Regions from separate parts of the Mus musculus genome. Here all the other regions are linked to region 5. A link is a contact called in public HiChIP or PLAC-seq and promoter capture Hi-C data. All regions are on one chromosome and are shown on one strand. Each heading gives the region's core, a stretch centred on a gene start, on an enhancer-like site or on the middle of the called end of the contact. The rest is flanking DNA. Distances are from core to core; before and after follow the strand shown.

Evidence for each region. Promoter capture Hi-C pulls out the DNA fragments that hold promoters and counts their contacts. HiChIP or PLAC-seq counts read pairs in DNA pulled down with a chosen protein or histone mark.
Region 1: a contact with region 5 is called in an H3K4me3 HiChIP or PLAC-seq map of embryonic limb bud, with 6 times the contacts expected there. The contact joins the enhancer-like site here to the promoter of Slit2 in region 5. A contact is called at or near these places in 11 of 39 promoter capture datasets (the 3T3-L1 cell line, the C10 cell line, the HPC-7 cell line and 6 more), 6 of 484 Hi-C or Micro-C datasets (the N1E-115 cell line, cortical neurons, embryonic fibroblasts and 1 more), 11 of 115 datasets of contacts at active chromatin or transcription factors (the NIH/3T3 cell line, craniofacial prominence, embryonic forebrain and 7 more) and 4 of 9 other capture datasets (adipose tissue, embryonic stem cells, liver and 1 more).
Region 2: a contact with region 5 is called in an H3K27ac HiChIP or PLAC-seq map of the NIH/3T3 cell line, with 7 times the contacts expected there. The contact joins the enhancer-like site here to the promoter of Slit2 in region 5. A contact is called at or near these places in 9 of 39 promoter capture datasets (the 3T3-L1 cell line, 3T3-L1-derived adipocytes, the HPC-7 cell line and 5 more), 7 of 484 Hi-C or Micro-C datasets (the N1E-115 cell line, adipose-derived mesenchymal stem cells, cortical neurons and 2 more), 7 of 115 datasets of contacts at active chromatin or transcription factors (the NIH/3T3 cell line, craniofacial prominence, embryonic forebrain and 4 more) and 3 of 9 other capture datasets (adipose tissue, embryonic stem cells and liver).
Region 3: an H3K4me3 HiChIP or PLAC-seq map of embryonic limb bud shows a contact between it and region 5, with 7 times the contacts expected there. The contact joins the enhancer-like site here to the promoter of Slit2 in region 5. A contact is called at or near these places in 6 of 39 promoter capture datasets (the 3T3-L1 cell line, the C10 cell line, embryonic stem cells and 3 more), 2 of 484 Hi-C or Micro-C datasets (induced germline stem cells and ventral hippocampal neurons), 6 of 115 datasets of contacts at active chromatin or transcription factors (craniofacial prominence, embryonic forebrain, embryonic hindbrain and 3 more) and 2 of 9 other capture datasets (adipose tissue and liver).
Region 4: a promoter capture Hi-C map of the 3T3-L1 cell line shows a contact between it and region 5, with 8 times the contacts expected there. The contact joins the enhancer-like site here to the promoter of Slit2 in region 5. A contact is called at or near these places in 10 of 39 promoter capture datasets (the 3T3-L1 cell line, HPC-7-derived erythroid cells, cranial neural crest and 5 more), 8 of 484 Hi-C or Micro-C datasets (beige adipocytes, embryonic fibroblasts, myocytes and 1 more), 6 of 115 datasets of contacts at active chromatin or transcription factors (embryonic forebrain, embryonic hindbrain, embryonic limb bud and 3 more) and 1 of 9 other capture datasets (embryonic stem cells).
Region 6: an H3K4me3 HiChIP or PLAC-seq map of neural tube shows a contact between it and region 5, with 3 times the contacts expected there. The contact joins the enhancer-like site here to the promoter of Slit2 in region 5. A contact is called at or near these places in 10 of 39 promoter capture datasets (the 3T3-L1 cell line, HPC-7-derived erythroid cells, embryonic stem cells and 5 more), 2 of 484 Hi-C or Micro-C datasets (cerebral cortex and uterus), 9 of 115 datasets of contacts at active chromatin or transcription factors (the NIH/3T3 cell line, craniofacial prominence, embryonic forebrain and 6 more) and 2 of 9 other capture datasets (adipose tissue and liver).

What each region holds. Positions count from the first base shown.
Region 1 is chr5:47,051,981-47,054,711 of GRCm38.p6, forward strand. No RefSeq gene overlaps it. Among named protein-coding and RNA genes, the nearest start is that of Slit2, 930 kb to the right of the region's middle. Within about 2 kb of position 1,256, at least 6 of the 459 cell types and tissues checked have an H3K27ac peak or open chromatin away from gene starts, as enhancers often do. A contact at or near this core is called in embryonic limb bud, where this site is marked.
Region 2 is chr5:47,395,453-47,398,452 of GRCm38.p6, forward strand. No RefSeq gene overlaps it. Among named protein-coding and RNA genes, the nearest start is that of Slit2, 590 kb to the right of the region's middle. Within about 2 kb of position 1,644, at least 10 of the 459 cell types and tissues checked have an H3K27ac peak or open chromatin away from gene starts, as enhancers often do. A contact at or near this core is called in the NIH/3T3 cell line, where this site is marked.
Region 3 is chr5:47,321,293-47,324,290 of GRCm38.p6, forward strand. No RefSeq gene overlaps it. Among named protein-coding and RNA genes, the nearest start is that of Slit2, 660 kb to the right of the region's middle. Within about 2 kb of position 1,644, at least 9 of the 459 cell types and tissues checked have an H3K27ac peak or open chromatin away from gene starts, as enhancers often do. A contact at or near this core is called in embryonic limb bud and second pharyngeal arch cranial neural crest, where this site is marked.
Region 4 is chr5:47,430,357-47,433,111 of GRCm38.p6, forward strand. No RefSeq gene overlaps it. Among named protein-coding and RNA genes, the nearest start is that of Slit2, 550 kb to the right of the region's middle. Within about 2 kb of position 1,410, at least 9 of the 459 cell types and tissues checked have an H3K27ac peak or open chromatin away from gene starts, as enhancers often do.
Region 5 is chr5:47,981,781-47,984,708 of GRCm38.p6, forward strand. It overlaps Slit2 (slit guidance ligand 2), which reads left to right and starts at 1,375. Exons shown (of 36, transcript NM_178804.5): 1 at 1,375-2,928.
Region 6 is chr5:47,273,024-47,275,962 of GRCm38.p6, forward strand. No RefSeq gene overlaps it. Among named protein-coding and RNA genes, the nearest start is that of Slit2, 710 kb to the right of the region's middle. Within about 2 kb of position 1,413, at least 22 of the 459 cell types and tissues checked have an H3K27ac peak or open chromatin away from gene starts, as enhancers often do. A contact at or near this core is called in neural tube, where this site is marked.

The sequences.
Region 1 (2,731 bases), core at 6-2,505, 930 kb before region 5:
CAGGATTCCATTGACTTAGTGGAGGAAAGGATTCCATTGACTTAGTGGAGAAAAGTGTATCTCAGAACAGTCATTCCAAGTGAGACACAACTTCTAAAAGGTATTGGAAAAAAGAAAGAAAGAAAGAAAGAAAGAAAGAAAGAAAGAAAGAAAGAAAGAAAGAAAGAAAACAATGAATGGCAGGCTATATAACTACCTGGTTTTAACTGAAGGTGCTGTCTGACTTTAAAACTACTCTATGTATACTGTGTTCTATTTCCTCAGACACACAGGCAATCTCTCAGGAAGTGGAGTTCGTAATTATAGGGATCTGTCCATTCTTGTTCACTCATACTGTCATAGCAAACAGCTTTTCAGTCAGTGTGGAAAGTTTCTGGAAATTATCACTGTCCCTGGCAATTCCCACTGGGTGTCAGCCTACCCCATCTCTATCTCTATTTCTGTCTCTGTCTCTATTCTCTCCTGTGTTTGTCTCATGTCTGTGACTATTTCTCTGCCTCTGTCTCTGTGTCTCTTTTCTGTCTCTGCTGCTTTCTCTGTTTCAATATCTCTGTCTCTGCTGCTTCTCTCTGTTTCTATCTCTCTCTCTCTCTCTGTCTGCCTCTGTCTGTTTCTCTGTCTCTCTGTCTCTCTAGCAAACAGATCTTTCCCCTTCATTTGCCATAATGATTTAAGGACAGCACAGTTTTAACTTTCATGTCTAATTTCAGGCACATGGGCCTTAGATCAAATATCCTGCTGGCCTCTGTCCAAACCTTTTTTTTTTTCCCCACCTTGGATTTCTTGATTTAATTACCACAAATTCAGATAAAGCCAATCCCAAATTGCATAAAAGTGATATCTGGCCATTATTGAATGTGCTTCAGATTTAAAACAATTGCAAAAGATTAGTTGCAATATGAACTGGAGATTACATCTATTCCTAAAACAGCTTTCCTGCCCAGGTTTTTACTAGGTGTGAATATGTTTGAATGTATTTTCTTCTACTTGCTCTGGCTGTCAGTTGCCCAGTAAACAGGTCTGGCTGTAAGGCTTGGGCTGAAGTTGTTAGAGAGTGACTTGGTAACCACCTCCATCATCTAGTGGGTGATTATGCTGAGGCTGGAGACCAGCTGTTTTTGCTCTTTGATGAAGCAACAATAGTAGAAGCAGGGCATAAATTGCAGCTGGAGGGACTTGGCGCGATGTAAGGGGGGACTCTGGGGGTTAGCAAGCATGGTTAAGCAGAGAAGGAGTTAGCAGAGCGACTAATTCCTTTCCTGACAGCATGTCTGGAATGGTTTGGTGAGCTTTCTGAAAGGCAAGGGTTCACCTAGATGACTTTGACAGAACTTTTTGGCTCCAAGAATCTGCCTTCATTTCTCATTGTGTGTTTCTACCAATGGTTCCCACCGTCTACATTATGATGTAAATGACTTGCAAAAGTTACACAAGTAGCATCCTTAAAAGAGGAGGGAGCAAAGGAATTAAACAGTGCAGAGAGTATAAAAATTGGGATTTGGAACGAAGCTGCCTGGCGTCCAAGTTCACTGATTATGCTTCCAGGATCCAAGCAAATTACTTAGTGTCCTTTGGTTTATTTCATGGTGTTGCTATGTGCACGAGATAAAATAGCTATAAAGATACAACTAAAAGAAAATATTATCTGGTCACCAATGAATCCTGATGATTTTTGTAGGGTTTTTTGTTTGTTTTTGGCAGTGTATAGCATTTGTTTATAAATAAGTTCTTGCATTTCAACATAGTCCTTGAATTGTGGTAGATGCTTTTATACTTCTACAAGATTGGGAACAAAGAAATTGAGGAAACAAAATGGACAATAAGGACACTTTAAAAATTAGAGTTGAAGCCACCTTCGTCTTTTTCTTTTCCAAATCTACACCCAGCAGTTTCACAGCGTGTCATGGTTTGTGTAAGAAAACTTGTAAATTTACCCTGACAAAACGAGATAGCCCAGCTATCATGCTTGTGTTTGAGTCTCAGACTTAGTAAGCAAATGAAATAGAAGTTGGGCAGATGCTGTGTTTGCAATCGCTTTGAATACAGACCTATAGCCCAGCATGAAGGTAAAGAATAAGGGGGAAATGCTCATTTGGAAGCAGGGATGCCAAAGACAGTGAAGAGTGAGTGTTAGTGGATATGGTGTCAACAGTGAGGGTGTCACACCAGCCAGTAGAGTAATGCATGAAGACCAGGGGTGACTAGATTTTCCTAACAAGCATGTATCTCTATGATCACAGACAGAAGAGTGTGGCATGGAGGAGCTATTTGAATCTTAGCCATAAAATGTAGTCCATAGTGATTAACAGCTTGGAATAGATGTGCAGCTTAGTAACAACAGCAGCTATCATGATGGAACATATAGATAAATTGTTGTGGTTTCAAACATGTCAGTGTATCTTAGCTGTGTAACTACAAGTTCATGAGAACATGATAGACTTTATTTTAAAGTATCAGCTGCTTTGTAAAAGAAAAAAATCTACTTTATTTAAGTCCTATAGTTAAATCTAAAAACCCTGTTTAGACATCTTAAGTTACAGTTTAAAATGTTTCATTTGTGTTCTTGCCACTTTTCAGCCGTAAATTCTTTGGGGGTTCCCTTTCCTCTTTGAATATATATATAGGTATTTTATAATTTCAGCCTTACTGTTTATGGTTGAGTGAGTCTGAAATAACCTTAATATTGATTATATTTATGGGATCATATTTTTTATGGAACTGTGTTAAGTTG
Region 2 (3,000 bases), core at 394-2,893, 590 kb before region 5:
TTCTATATCTTTGCATTTCTATAAACTATTCATATTTCAGTCAACAACTATTATTATCTCTTAACCTTGAAAACATTTTAGCAAAGTCACTATTATTCAGTAGTCAGTACGTGATGTGAAATGGAAAAACACTTAGCTATTGATGGCTAGAGAAACATAAGTTGCTTGTTTGTTGCCATGTTTCTTTTATGTATCACAAACAACAAAATCCTGGTGATTGAATTCAGAGACTCGGGCAAGCTAAACACATGCACTTGTGTTCTGCCATTAAGCTGTATCTTTGTGCAAGCCATCACTCTTCACTTTGGTTCACAGGTGTCTCTAGGATATTGTTCCAGTTTACATCTACATCTGTATGGGAGTTCCCTGTGCTTATTTCCACTAGAAGCTCTCTACATTTTCTTCTTCCTTAAGTTAGATCAGCATTTGGGGCTATAATTGATATATACTATTAATAATCTCCAAGGCAATGTTTCCTGATACAAAATTGACTTGAAAAGTGTGTGTGTGTGTGTTTGTGTGTGTAGATACTTTCTATACTTCCACAGAATCTCAAATTCAGCATGTTCAAAACTGAACATGGCATAGTTACCCAAACCATACTCTATCCCTGGTTTCCATAGGTCAGCAACCATATCTATAAGCAATCTGTGCGCACAGCCCACTTCTGGCATCCACAAAATGATTAAACTTGCAAAGATGTTCAGAAGAAAAGTAATAGATGAAAATTACCTAATTTAATGCTTAGCTCAAAATACTAAGTGAAGAGAAGCCTTCAAAGAATGTTATTAAGGAAAAACAAGTTGTCTACAATAAATAAAGCAACTTCCTACTGATATTCTAAATGGAAGTATCCATTTTTCAGTCCTTTGCCACTTGTACAGATGCATACGTGTAACATTAATTAGCATATCACATGCATCAGAACTTGCAGATATATGTATCTGATAATGAGTGTTCTTTGGACAAAAATCTTCTTGTTTCCTAATACAGGTTGTATATTCATCTGAAAAACCCATGCTCAGCCATGGATCTCCAGGCCAGACATTCCATCCTCAGGACAGCCTTCGGGCAGTGGCAACTCTGCCATTGCGCTCCTCAATGTCTGCTCTTTTGTGAGAACAGTGTCTGCTTTGTACAACAGTTATTTTTTCTAAACTTGTATACCTTGAACCTCTTGAGTATGAGAACTCCATCTTAATGACTTTTACTACATCTCTGACCTGGGTTCTGTGAGAATACTCTGTAAAACATACACATCTTTAAAGGACCATAAAAATCTTCCTAGCCTCATCACAAACTTGTGAGCTAGGAGTCATTCCCAGAACTCAGGGTGATTTCAGCCTTCAGTGAGAGGCCTCTCTTGTATTCACAGCCATATTGCAAAAACAAAATCATTTTAGATTTACCACCTATAATACAATAACTATTGATAAATACGGTGCATTTGAAACCTGGATTTTTATTTTGAACTCCTGCAAAGCGGTACTGGGGCCTGAATGTCATCTCAGATTTAGAAAGTTCCACGCAAACAGCTTTTGGTTATCTCAGCTGTCTTTGATTTGCTCTGCACTGTGATTCCCCAGTGGCATCTGCTGACGTTAATTTCATGACTAATGCTCTAAGACGCTGATTGCCTTTTTGCTCCTCAAGCCTTTCACACGCGATGACTAACAAACGAACAAAACAATGTTAGCTTCCCAACAGTGGAGGAGGCCAGGTGGAATGTATCCATCTGAGAAAGAAATGACCAGGGGGAGAAAGTGGAAGGTACTTCGCTCCAGAAAGTAGTACTGAGTTAGGAGTTTAGAATGTATTGTATAAAACTATCCCATTATGGGACTCAAGTGAGATGTTGATAGCTTTGTACAAATAAGTTTTCTGTAGGCACCAGACAAAAATGACCACAGAATATCCTCTTAAGAGTATACAAATGCATTGCAACCACTTGTGGGTAAAAAGCAACAAGGACGTTGCCAGACAGAATGGCACGCTAGATCATGCTGTGGACTTTATGGAATGGTAGAGAGGAGACTTCACTATTTTTTCCTTCTCCATTGTCTGGAGTTGCCCACTTCCTTTGGCTTCTTGCCCCGCCATTTTCAAAGCTAGCATATTGGGTTCAGGTTCTATTCCAAGGTAGTCTCCTTTGCTGTCTTTTCTGATTTGGCTGTGAATAGAGTAAACCTGCTCAAGATGGCCATTATAATTGGTCTATATTAGCACCAGTGCGTCTGTAAACTGACTCTCATTCTGTAGCTTCATCTTTGCTTACTATAGAACCTCTTATGTTTGTCCAATGAAGATGTGGAAACCTTTGCAAGTCATAATCCCCTTACAACTAAATATATAGCCATCCTTGGGGAAAGATGTCAGATAGAATACATCCAAGATCAATTAACTTACATTTTGAGTAAACACATTAACTATAACTATGTCCTACAGATCAGCTCTATAATATTTCTTAAATATTACAAGGTGAATGCTTACTTGAAAATTGTAATTTATCTGAAACACACTTTTAACTGAGTGCCTTGTACTATTAGTGGTGATTTTGGTAGTTTTACCTGGATCATATATTAACTAATCTTGTAAAACAGGCCTCCAGATCTTAGTAGGCTCTGGGACCATAGCAAAACTGAGACCATGACAGAGCACAGTTCAGGCCTTGGGAGGCAACACGTGGACTGTATCTCCTGCCAAAATAAGGAAAAGACAGGATCTATCCAAGTCCATAGTTCTGGCAAAGTCCCTAAATGTCTTAATCTTGCTATTTTGGCTTCTATAGTTCTGATTCTGCGTATCTCTTCTTGGTATTTTAGGTGTGTCAACCTAGGATGCAATTCTTATGCTCCAAAGCCTACCTTGAGAAAGCCTAAGGTTGCATCTTTGAGTCTTAGTCGTTCAGGGTAGTCACCCACTGCCTGTCTAAAAAAGACTTTCTCTTGATTTTAACCTGTGTCTGAGTGGTCTTCTCTGCTGCCTACTTCACAATGCTTG
Region 3 (2,998 bases), core at 394-2,893, 660 kb before region 5:
GAAGAAAATATCTAATAAAAAGTAAAGAAATATATCACTTATTAGACCATCTCAGATTAACCTGACAGATGCTTATTATGATATGATATTGTGTTCAATGAATAACTATACATTTTATGAACATATGTATATAATTATATAAAATTATAATTTGTTGAATAAAAAACTAAAATATAAATAAATAAATAAATAAATAAATAAATAAATAAATAAATAAAGAGTTGCTATGATTATGGTGTTCTTCACAGCAATTGAGTACTAAGATAATCAGGAAGGCCAGTAAGATCTTTCTCTCACCTATTTCCTCTAAATCAGGCCAACATCAATTCTTACTCCAAAGTGAATCATAGAACCTTTTTTCCCCAAGGGGGTTCTTCTTCCCTGTGTCTAGAGGAAAGGAGTGTTCCAGGAATGTGAAGAAAAGAATATATACAGACTTGGAAAATCACAAATACTCGCAAAGCACATTCAGCATTATACAATGTACATTTGCTTTCTGATTCAAGTTTTACAGTTATACAAGCTCCAGTGTGTGTGTGTGTGTGTGTGTGTGTGTGTGTGTGTGTTTCTAGTTATTCCTTTGTGAAGGGCTCCAGGTCAGGTCACGTAGGAAACATAGGAACAGTGTGTCACATAGTGTATACATATATGCTTTTCTTCCATGAATCTATCTTTAAACATGCGGTCTCTAATTCTATTATTTCTGTCTGACAGATGGTGGTGAGAGTTGCCCAGTAAATAGCAACATAATATAGATTCATACTTCCTGTGAGAAAACAGTGTTTACGTTTTTGAATCAAGGTCTTTTCCACTATGGGGTCTAAAAATCAACAGATTAAAAGAGTTCTAATGTCTGCTTTCAGTGATCACTTGGAGGTACAAAGAGCAGCATTCAGGGATCTAAGACAAATATCATATTAATGAGCTTACTGTGCCAGAATGGCAGAGAGCTTAATTACAACATTATATGGAATATGGTGAAATAGAAATGCATAAGAAGAGAGACTAAGGTCAAGAGAAGGAGAGAGGGAGAGATCCTTAATTTCCTGTAGTGGCTTGAATCTGCATGTTGGCATTTTATTGTGTTAACATTTGGATGAAGAGTGTATGGTAAGGGCCATATGAGAAATCACTAGACTATTTCCTTGTAATTTTTTTTGTTCCTTGTAAAACTGTTGTAATAAAAAAAAATAGTGTTTTTTGTTTGTTTTTGTTTTGTCTTGTTTTTTGTTTTGTGTTTAGGAGAAAAGTAAAATTCTTAATACTAACTGTGTTGGACTGCTGAACCTGCTTGAACAACACAAGATCAACAGAGAAGACTGTTATACAAGCAAGTCTATGAAGGGGGTAGGATTTTCTGTGTTTTTGCAATTACAAAGCATAGCCCTTAGCCCCTCCGTGATCCCATTCTTAGCATATGTGCCCCTGCCCTCACTTCCTCCTCTTACTAATTAGGCTGTTTTATGTGCATTTCAGCATGTAATATTTCATATTTAATAACCTTACATCAGAAGAAAGGGGAAGTCCAAGGGGCTGGAATTTATTGCCAGGTGTTCTGGAAGGCATCTGGAGCATTTATGGTGAGCCTACAAAATTCCTCAATACCCCAAGGAATCCACAACCACACTTTCAGGAATCCAATATGTTTCAGCTGAGAATCCTATAAATACCACAGGGCAAGAGCCTTACCCTGATCATGCTCAGTCACTGGGCATTCAGGAGACAGGAAGTTAGGGGTAGCTATAATTGGCCTTCACATTTAGCACCTTGTTAACATATATTGAGGAAGTTCACACCTCTAATCTCTTGTTACTAATGTCAGGCTGCTAGAATTTGAACTTCATAAGAGGAGATTGTGCTGCTCGAAATGCTTTCTCTAAACTCCAGGAAGGGAATTCACATGTTGCAAGTGAGATACTAAAGAAGCTGACAAGGTAGGTATCTTCGACCCCAGGGCAGCTCCAAGGATCAAAGGTGAATGTCACCACGTGTCACAGAATGTCTCCATGCCTTCAGGTTATTTTTAAAGGATCATTACAGTTCTTTCTTTTCTTAGAAGTCGCAGTAAGCACAGCTGCAGAATTTTCCATTCCTGCAGCTCATCTCTTTCACTTACAGTGTACCCAGCCCTTCAATCAGCTGTTTGCAAAGTCCACATCCTTCCAGTCCTTTAAAATTCTGTTCAAATCTCTTGCCCTTCTAAACTGCCTAATCAACTTCATGTGGCTGTTCTTCACTTCCAAACGGGAAAATCCTAATTTCTTCTTGAAGCCTTACTTACTTCTTTACATGTTCCTGTTCATTCTTATCTGTGCTCACCATCTTTATTAAAATAAATTGGGTACCTTATTTTATAGTGATCTCATGTCTTCAGGTTTGTCATTTACAAACTTCTTAAGGAGTAAAAGGATGTACCTTCTGCAGACAGCTATCTCAAACTTCTCTGTTCCGACAGCCTAAGCCTGTGACAACTGGCAACTGATGGCACCCTTAAAGAGCAAGCATCTTTTGTCAGTTGAGTTATGGTGAAATTTTTCACTGTGTATCAATAATATTATCATAGCAACCATAAACATCCTCAAAATGCTTGAATTTGGGGTCTTTCAAAAGGCAGCAAAATGTGATACCACACTCTTCCATAATTTCCTTAAGCTCGGAGTACAAAAGTTTTGTGTCTGATGTTGCATCTCTCTCTCTCTCTCTCTCTCTCTCTCTCTCTCTCTCTCTCTCTGTATGTGTGTGTGTGTGTGTGTGTGTGTGTGTGTGTGTGTGTGTGTGTGTAAAACGTTTCCTGTCTGGCCTGCAAGCAAACATGAGAAGACAATCTCGTTTTTCAAAAATGTATTGAGAATTCCATAAAATGTATGCATTTCATATAAGGTATTTTGATCAAATCTAACCCCCACTTCCCTTTTTATCTCCTTCATTACTTTTCATTCTCTACTTTTTGTGATTTATTTTTTGAAACCTAGTGAGTCCACTTACTGTTGCCTCTATG
Region 4 (2,755 bases), core at 160-2,659, 550 kb before region 5:
AGCAATTAATACTATTGCAGAGGCAATTTTTCTAAATTGTATGGTAGTCTTTAAGTAGGATTTAGATTTTCTTCCCATCCAAGGTATTAGCTATTACTATAATAGAGTGCAATGCCTCTTGTTGCTAGGCATCTGAACTCAATTCCTCATTTGCACATATTTATTCTTACCTGAGTCCCACTTCAGAGGCCAGACACTTGCTTCTGAACCCCTTTAAAGGCAGGATGCAGACTTGAACACAGTAAAGTCGGGTATCTACAGAATTTGAATCTGAAACAGAGATTTGAAGTCATGTGCAGCTGATTAAGACCTCATTCTCTTGATGGTGCCTGCTACCCAGAGCCTGTTAGGAGGCAAAATGATAGTAACAAAAACAGTGCAGTGTCTAACAGAGGCTGAAATTGTTTACAGAGGTGCATGTGTCCTTGTTTTTTATTTGGGGGTGGGTTGTTTTTGCTGTTGTTGTTATTGTTTTTGTTTTGGTTTGGTTTTTGGTTTTTGGAGACAAGGTTTTTCTGTATAGCCTTGGCTGTCCTGGAACTCACTTTCTAGACCAGGCTGGCCTAGAACTCAGAAATCCACCTGCCTCTGCCTCCCAAGTGCTGGGATTAAAGGTGTCCTTGTATGACTTTGTCTGCTGTTCTTACTTCAGAATGCAATAATTTATTATCTTGAGAAAATTATTACCTAGTCACCCTCAGCTTCTTTATCTGTAGATCTGAAATAACAATCACAGTATTCCATAATACTTATTTTGAGTTGGATTATCTAATATGCGTGGATGGCACATGGCATATGTACAGAGATTTGCTGGCATTACCTAACATAAGTCTTTGGTGCCTCCTCGGGGCTTAAAACATTGGTTGAGCTATCTTCCTCAGGCATTCTTGACAATGAATTATTTTCAATATTTTTATAGTTCATTGATTAAAAAATTTTGTTAGTAATTTTTGGTAATATGCAGCATGATTTTCCATTGACTTCAGCCAAAAATTCCGAAAAGCCCATCTGAAAGTTGTGTTTTCAACTAAACACTCTCATGCTTGAAACTCTTCAAACTGAGAAGTGGGATGGTTGGAAAAATCTTTCCAGGAATTCCTTTTGTGTCCCGATAACAAACAAACAAACAAAAATCTGTGTTTCATTCTGACAATAGCTATCCTGGCAAGAGTGTGAAACGTATCTTTTCCTGCAGTGCAACTGAAGCTTGACCCAGAGTTTGGAAAGCCCGAATCTCTGAAGCAATTATGGGACAGAAGACTGGGTTTTACAGTTCTGCTGAAATTAGAAGAGAAGAGCCATTTGTCTAGTTCCTTTTGTACCTCCAAGGCCCCAGAGTTGCCTGTGGGAAGGAGGATGGAGCTACATTTACAAGTTCACAGGGACAACAGGGATCTTCAAAGCCTGCAAGCACAGGGCAAAGGTGACAGTTCTGTTTGGCTTTTGTCCACACAGCCTGGAGGTATTATGGAGAGATTGTCAGAGTAGAAACACCAGGGCAAACCACTTCACGGTGCGAGCGAGAATCTGGCTTTTTGTTTAAGGATTCCAGAAGGTTGTCTGGGAAATCGTAACACCAGAAGCTTTTTTTTTTTTTTTTTTTTTTTTTTAATTCTCTCTTTGATAAGGTCCCTTCTCCCAGCTTCTGAAGGAAAGGGAAGGGATTAAAGTATGATATAGAGAAAAAGTTCTAGCTCTTTAAAGAAGACCATGTGGTATGCCTGCCTTATATAGCTCTTCTTAAAAAGGAAAGACAGCTGTTTGCTGAAGGAAGGCCTGAACTGCTGTGGCCAGTCACTGCAGACCACTAATTACAGTTTCTGAAGCATCCGAGAAGGCAATCTTTTTCTCATCTATCTCATATGCTTCAGTATCTTTAATTTCATCCAAGTATGGCTCTTTCTCATGACCTCAGATTAACCTAGATGAAACAGTTATTTCCTCTAGCATATTGTCTATAATGCTAGCATGATCACTTTTTTACTTATGGAGAAGTTGATGAGCACACCTTGGATTCCCACCAACACTATGTGCCAAGCAAAGCTACACACATTTGGTACTATTTAGGTGGGAAAGCTTTTCGGAGTCCACGTGGTATGTGGTGACTAGGTCCAGGCGATGAGGCTAGAAGACACCAGAAAAGGACATTATCCACCTTTGCTCCTGTTCTTGCTGGTAGGATCCTTAATAAAGTCTTATATTTGTAAAATCAACAGATTCTGTACTTAAAAATTAAGAAAGGTGAAAGCTTTGAAATGATTGCTAAACCTAAATTACATAATTTTGAAATCCACAGTTAAATTTTTCATAGTAAAAATACACATAACCGGAAAAATAACTAGGTTAAAATAGTCCAGCTAATGCCGAATGAAATACCTGCGTTTATAGTTACCCACTTTATTGAATGTGGATATATGTGTGTGTGGATATGTTGAGTTATGCTTTGATAAATATTTCATAAAACATGTTTGAACATAGTTAATTAGTAATATTATTAAACAAAGAATCATGCTAAATACTATGATAATCCTAATAATGATCAATAAATTTTATAGATAAAGTCAAATCAAGACAGTGCTATTTCAAAGGTCTTGGTGAAAGGCATGAAGGTGAAAGGTTCTATGTAATGAGGTGACCCCAGTTTATGTATTTCTAAGCCATGTTAAAGAGTTAGGAATTTCATTATACATTTAATGAAAGTCACCTGAAAGTTTTAGAGTCCAAATAGCAAACTTAAAAAAAAATACAAACACCA
Region 5 (2,928 bases), core at 125-2,624:
AGGGCTTTTGGATCTCAGTGGCAGGCAAAATGACCTGAGAAAGATATCCTGAAAAAAAATTTTTTAAATAGGCAAAAATAAAGATGTTGGAGGGATTTCACGGTTCATATTTATGAAATAAAACACTGATCAGGAAACCTATTAAGTTACAGGTAGCTTGTTAAATGCCAAAAAATGCTAAAGAGAACTGGGCCGACTTCGCGGTCAAGGTTTGTCAGATATTTTATACGAATGATACTTTACTGTAAAACTGACTTTATGGTAGGGGCTGGCACAAAGTAGAACGTGACTACAGGCAAAGAAGATGAGGAAATTAAAAGCAAGGGAAGAAGCTGACTCATTTAGTTGTTATTTCAAACCTATAGCGGCGTTGGTGTCTGCTGAGAGATGCTGACTACTGCCAGACATCACACTGAAGAGACAAGAAGGAAGGAGGAAATTCATTTTCAAAACAGTGCAGGGGTGGGGATGGGGATGGGGGTAGGGGTGAGGTGGGGATGGGGGTGGGGTGTCCAGTTAGGCACTGAATTAAGGAAAGCCTTCTAGTATAATGGGCATCGCTAGGATTTACTTCCTCTTCCCTTTGCCAGCTAAGAGAGTAAAACCGTAGGGACCTATCCAAACCCTTGGAGTTGTGTGAGTTTGTATAGTGCCCACGCAACCAAATCCCTCACCATGGCGTTTTTTAAGTAAGTGATTATAAAGAAAGGGTTAACCGAAGACGGTGGCTTAGGGATGGGAAGGCCAGAGAGAAGGTTGAAAACACTACTCCCAACTTGCTACAACTCTAAACTTTGAAGCCACCCAAACAAAATGTGTGTGTGTGGGGGGGGGGGGGGGGATAAAATGCGCGCTCACGGAGGCAGATCTATTTCAGTAGAGTTTTCTTGTTTTGTTTTGTTTTTGTTTTAATTTTAAAATCATAATCTCGCTGTCTCTCTCTTTCTCTCTTTCAGTGTTGCAAGCCCAGAGCGGTCCCCTTTAGGATCGCGACTCAAAAAGCTACAACAGAGGCTCTGCCTTCTCCATTTATTTATGAGCTGTCCTCAAAGCTGCCCCTCTCCTCGTTCTCCCGCTGGGAACCTCGGTTTCTGGGCTCTGGTCAGCTCTGAGGCCAAGGAGTTGTGTGGAGGAGACCCGAGCTCTTCTTTCTGGTGGCCAAGTTTGCTGGATCCTAGGAGTCTGGGCGCGAGCAGGGGCGTACGGGAACGCGCGCCGCTGTCTGCAGCCGGAGCTGCCAGCCTGGGCCTCACCTCTCCCGGGCGAGGTGCAGGCTTTCCGCGCGCGGCCAGGGGGCGGGGCGAGGCTTGCGGGGGCGGAGCCAAGGGCGGGGGCTCCGGCTGCTATATAAAGACCGGCGGCCGCTTTAACTTCGGACTTGGGCTTATTTATTTACGGAGCGCCTGGACGGCGGAGGCTGGAGGAGGCGGCGGCTGTGGCTGCCGCAGACGGTGGTTTAAAAAAAGGAGGAGAAGGAGGCGGCGGCGGCGGCGAGGGATGGGAGCGCCCAGGCTTCAGGGCGCAGGCCGGAGCTGCCGAGCTTTCCTGAGGCTGCGGGAGTACTGAGGAGAAAAAGGGGACGTCCCGGGGGCCCACAGGCGACTCCAGAGGCGCGGACTGGGGTCTTTTTGTTTGGCTGCGCTCAGCGCCCAGCAGCCAGAGCGGACAACTCCAGTTACAACAACAACCCACCTTCCAGCAGCCAGGCGAGACTTAGGCTGCGGAGTCCGTCCTATTGTTTAGACACTTGCCTGGGGCTCTGGAGCGCCAGTCCCTGCTCAGTCTCCGCCTTCCCTCTCTCTCCACTTTCCTCCCGGGAACCGCGAGTGCCGAAAGCCTCCCTGAGAGGGGAAGGGGCTGGAAGCCAAGCGCTGCCTAGTCTGTGGTCGCCGAGTCAGGTGCAACGTCCGGGGCTAAGCGGCATCTCAACGTCTGCGGCTGGACTCCTCCCGTGACAGTGGGTGACCGGATCCAACGCCTGGGGAAACTTCCTGCACTTTGAGGCTGAGGACCCACTTGTAGGGGCTGCCCGAGGGGTGGCTGAGAGGCTGCATACAGCAGGACGTCGCTGTTGGCTGTTGTTTCTTCTACCTGTGCCGTCAGGTGTGTGCTGCGGAGCTGCGGCGTATCCCGGAGACCAGAGTGGCTGACAAGAGCGCGCACACTCTACTGCCATTCGGTTGTCGCCTGGGGTCTGCCAGGGTAGCAGATCCCCATCTTTCTGCCTTCTACCTAGTAGTCATCCATCAGGGCACAGTAGCAGCACTGGCATCGCGGACACCTAGTCTTTGCTTTGCTCTTCTGGGCTCGCCTATCTGCAAATCTTGCCCAAGCTAGAGGACCTTTCCTACTCAACTTGGCTTACTGGATTTTTCCCCACTGCAGGAGTGAGGACTAGTGGATATTCCTGCAAGGCTGCAGCAGTCCGACTGCCCTTTTGTCTCTCTGTGTGACCTCAGGGGCAGGCCCTGGTGCAGAGCGTCGCCAAGGACGCCGGGAGGGAGGCGGGATTGCCAAGATATCCTCCAGTGAAGTGCATGTGTGTGTGCAAGCCATCCTTGGCTGTCGGGAAGTGGAGAAGACGGTTGAGGCTGCTGCTGTGCCGCAGGAGTGGAGAGGCCCCGGGAGCTGAGCCCTGAGCCCCGCATCACCGCCCGGCACCCCCAAGGCTGTCTGAATACCCGGTGCGCCCCCACGCGCGCCATGACCAGTCTCTCCGAGGGCTCTGCTTTGGACCTGCCAGGCCCTTGCGCCTTCTAGCTTCGGGGGAATCCACTTTGATCAGGGCCACCATTACTGTTTAAGTTCCCTCCTCAGCCTTGTACTCTTTCCACTGGAATCGGATTTGCTAGAGGGTTCGTGGGATCAGAAGTCCTCCCTTGTCCTCAAGCAACCAGCCTCTGCATCTTCGCGGACACTGCAAGTAGG
Region 6 (2,939 bases), core at 163-2,662, 710 kb before region 5:
TTGCCTTGTCCATGATAATTTACTATAGCACCACATATTTTTTAATACTATATCAGTAACTGATTCTTCCGATTCAGAGCCAGGCTGCTCTTTCCACGTCCCTTTCCTTTTTTCTACGGATAAAGCCCATGACTTAATACATGGAATTGTCTGCCCATTGAATCCTGACACTACACCTTGTTTGATGGGTAGCAGAATCCTGTAGCATGTTTTGAATGTGTCTATGTAGATACTGGGACCTCTGTGTTTCACTTCCTTACTGGAGACCCTTAGCTCTTAGATCGTTCACTAGCTCACTTTTGACAGAACTGGACAATGCCAAGTTCACAATAAATGAAGCAATTCTTTAAAAAAAAAAATCCCAGAGACAGAATATTATCTGCAATAAGCAAGTGACATGTGTTAGATATATTAAATATTCTTTTCTTGTTCTGTTTCTTTGAACTCAGGGCACACTTGTTATCTCTGGCGTTTTACTCTCAACTCCCCTTGATCAGCTTTGTCTTGGACTCAGTCCTGCCTTTTGCAGCTCTGAGTTATCTTGATGCTTATTGCTCTGACCTTGGCATCCTTACTTGCTTATTATACAAGCTGTTTTCTATCCCCTTTTTTCTTTTCCACAAGAGATGGGAGGATTTAAGTGTATTTGGAGCGCAGCTGCTTCATAAATCACACAGCATTTCAGCATATTGGATATTTTTATGAATAATTGTGGATCAAAGGAAAGGAGGGCGTTTGTATTACTTAGGGGCTTATGGGTGTCTGCGTTGTCAGTGGTTGCACTGTGTCGAGGCAGTGTCTTCTCTTGTGTACCTGCCAGACTTGGACAAAAGATGTCTGTCATTCCCACCCAGACGAAAGTACATCAATACCAAGAATACGTGCGGATTCAGAGTTATCCTAGCCAAGATATTCTTTCTTCCCTGCCAAGTTTAAGAGACCAGAGGGTGTCTACTATGCCAAACATGTGGGGCATGTAAACATCCTCCCCATCCTCTCTCCTACCTGCTGCCATCTGCCCTCTGCATGACCTTTGCACCAGTTTTGACAGGAGTGTTTCTGCGCTGGCTCCAGTTACACTTCCTGGCTTTGAATGGCCAGTCCAGACACCCAGGACAGAGCTGTAGGTACACAGTGCAGAGGCTTTCTCTGAATTCTAAAGGGTGCTTAGGTTAGGAAGGGGCTGACTCCTCTAAACCTGATCCTGCCACTAAGAGGAGCTACCTCTGAGAAATTTTTGCAGGCCCTAGTGCCTGTTCTGAAACAGACTTTTTAAGCTTTCTAGTTTTTAGGGTCTCGGTGAAGAATAAGTTGGGAAAAAAACATGTAACCTCTTTGGTAATGTGTCAGATGTCACTCTCTTTATCTTAGTAAAACAGGATATGCTTGATCTCTTATCTGCACAACACTGGTGGTAGGAAATATGAGACATTTCTTTCCTTCTCCCTCTCTGAGGCCTTCTTCCTCTGAGAGGCTTTCTCCCTCTCTGTGAGCCCTTCTCCCTCACTGTAAGGGCTTTTCTTTCTGTGAGGCCTTTTCCCTTTGTGAAGCCTTCCACCTTTGCTCTGGGCCTTCCCACTCTGTGAGGCCTTTTTCCCTTTTTGGGAAGTCTTCCTTTCTGTGAGGTCCTCTTCCTCACTTTGAGGTCTCCCTTTTCTCTGGGAAGTCTGTGAGACCTTATCCCTCGGTGTGAAGGCTTCTCCATCTGTGAGACCCACTTGTCTGTTAGGACTTCTTTGTCTCTGTGAGGCTTCCTCCTCTCTTACTTCTTATTCTCTGTGAGTCTGACTCCCTCTGTGTGAGGCCTTCTCCCTCTATGAGTGCCTCTTCCTCTGTTAAATCTTCTCCCTCTCTGTGAGGCCTTCTCCTTCTATGAGGCCTTCTCCCTCTCTGTGAGGCATTTCCCCTCTTTGTATTATTTTCTTTCCCCAGTGTATGGCTTTGTTCTTAGTTATCTGTTGTTGTAGCCACTCCTAAGAAGTTATCTAAAATTCATTTGTAATAACTTGCAAAATGCTTACTGAAAACTCAATCAGCTCTGGAGGCCTTACTTTAAAAAATCAAAACACAAAACAAAACCAATGTCTCCTTGGAATTCCACTTACTCATTCATCAAAGCTTTTGAGACATCTAACATTCACACACATCTTGCCAAGTTATCTCTAAAACATAGGAAATTCAGGCATGGTTTCCGAAGTATAGTGGGAAACCGCACATCTATAAATAAATGTCAGCACTGTGATTACCTCTACAATAATTTCTGCCTAAAAATCTAAGGGCGCAGAGAAGCAAAGTCTCTTTACCCTGACATCAAAAGAGGATTGTGTAGGAGCAGTGGATTTATATGCTCTAAGGAACAGATAGTCAAATCATTCAGGCAGTCAGTTACTTACCTGTCAACTTCGCCACATAGTTAGATCTACTTTGCATGTCGTACAGCTTTCGGGATCAAGACCCTATGCATTAAAAGCATATAACAACTAGTTTAATGAATGTTTCCAGATTTTTATAATGACCTTCCAAACTGTGGGAGTTAAGAAATAGCAGCAATTTGAAAAAGTGAGTTGAAGGCTTGTTTTAAAGCTTTGTTCACCAACGCTTTTGAAATCCTTCCATAAAAGGTTCGTTGTTTAGAAACTCCTAGAAATCATTCCTAGGTATTGGGAGCTGAAACCTAGGGATGGTGATGGACTAGAAATGAAAGGATGTGAAGGGCTCTTCAAATGATGTCATTGATATCTAAATTCTGACAGCTAGTTAGGCAAGCTGAGTATACAGCTTCTGAGGGGCTAATTTAATCCCTATAGAAATTATTACACATTGTTTTCTTCGATAAAACACTATTTATTCCTGCTTTCCTTTAAAGACTGACACTTCTACCTGAGTGTGTTATAAAATTCTTATAATTTTATAATATAAGAGATTTCCTAAATATATGA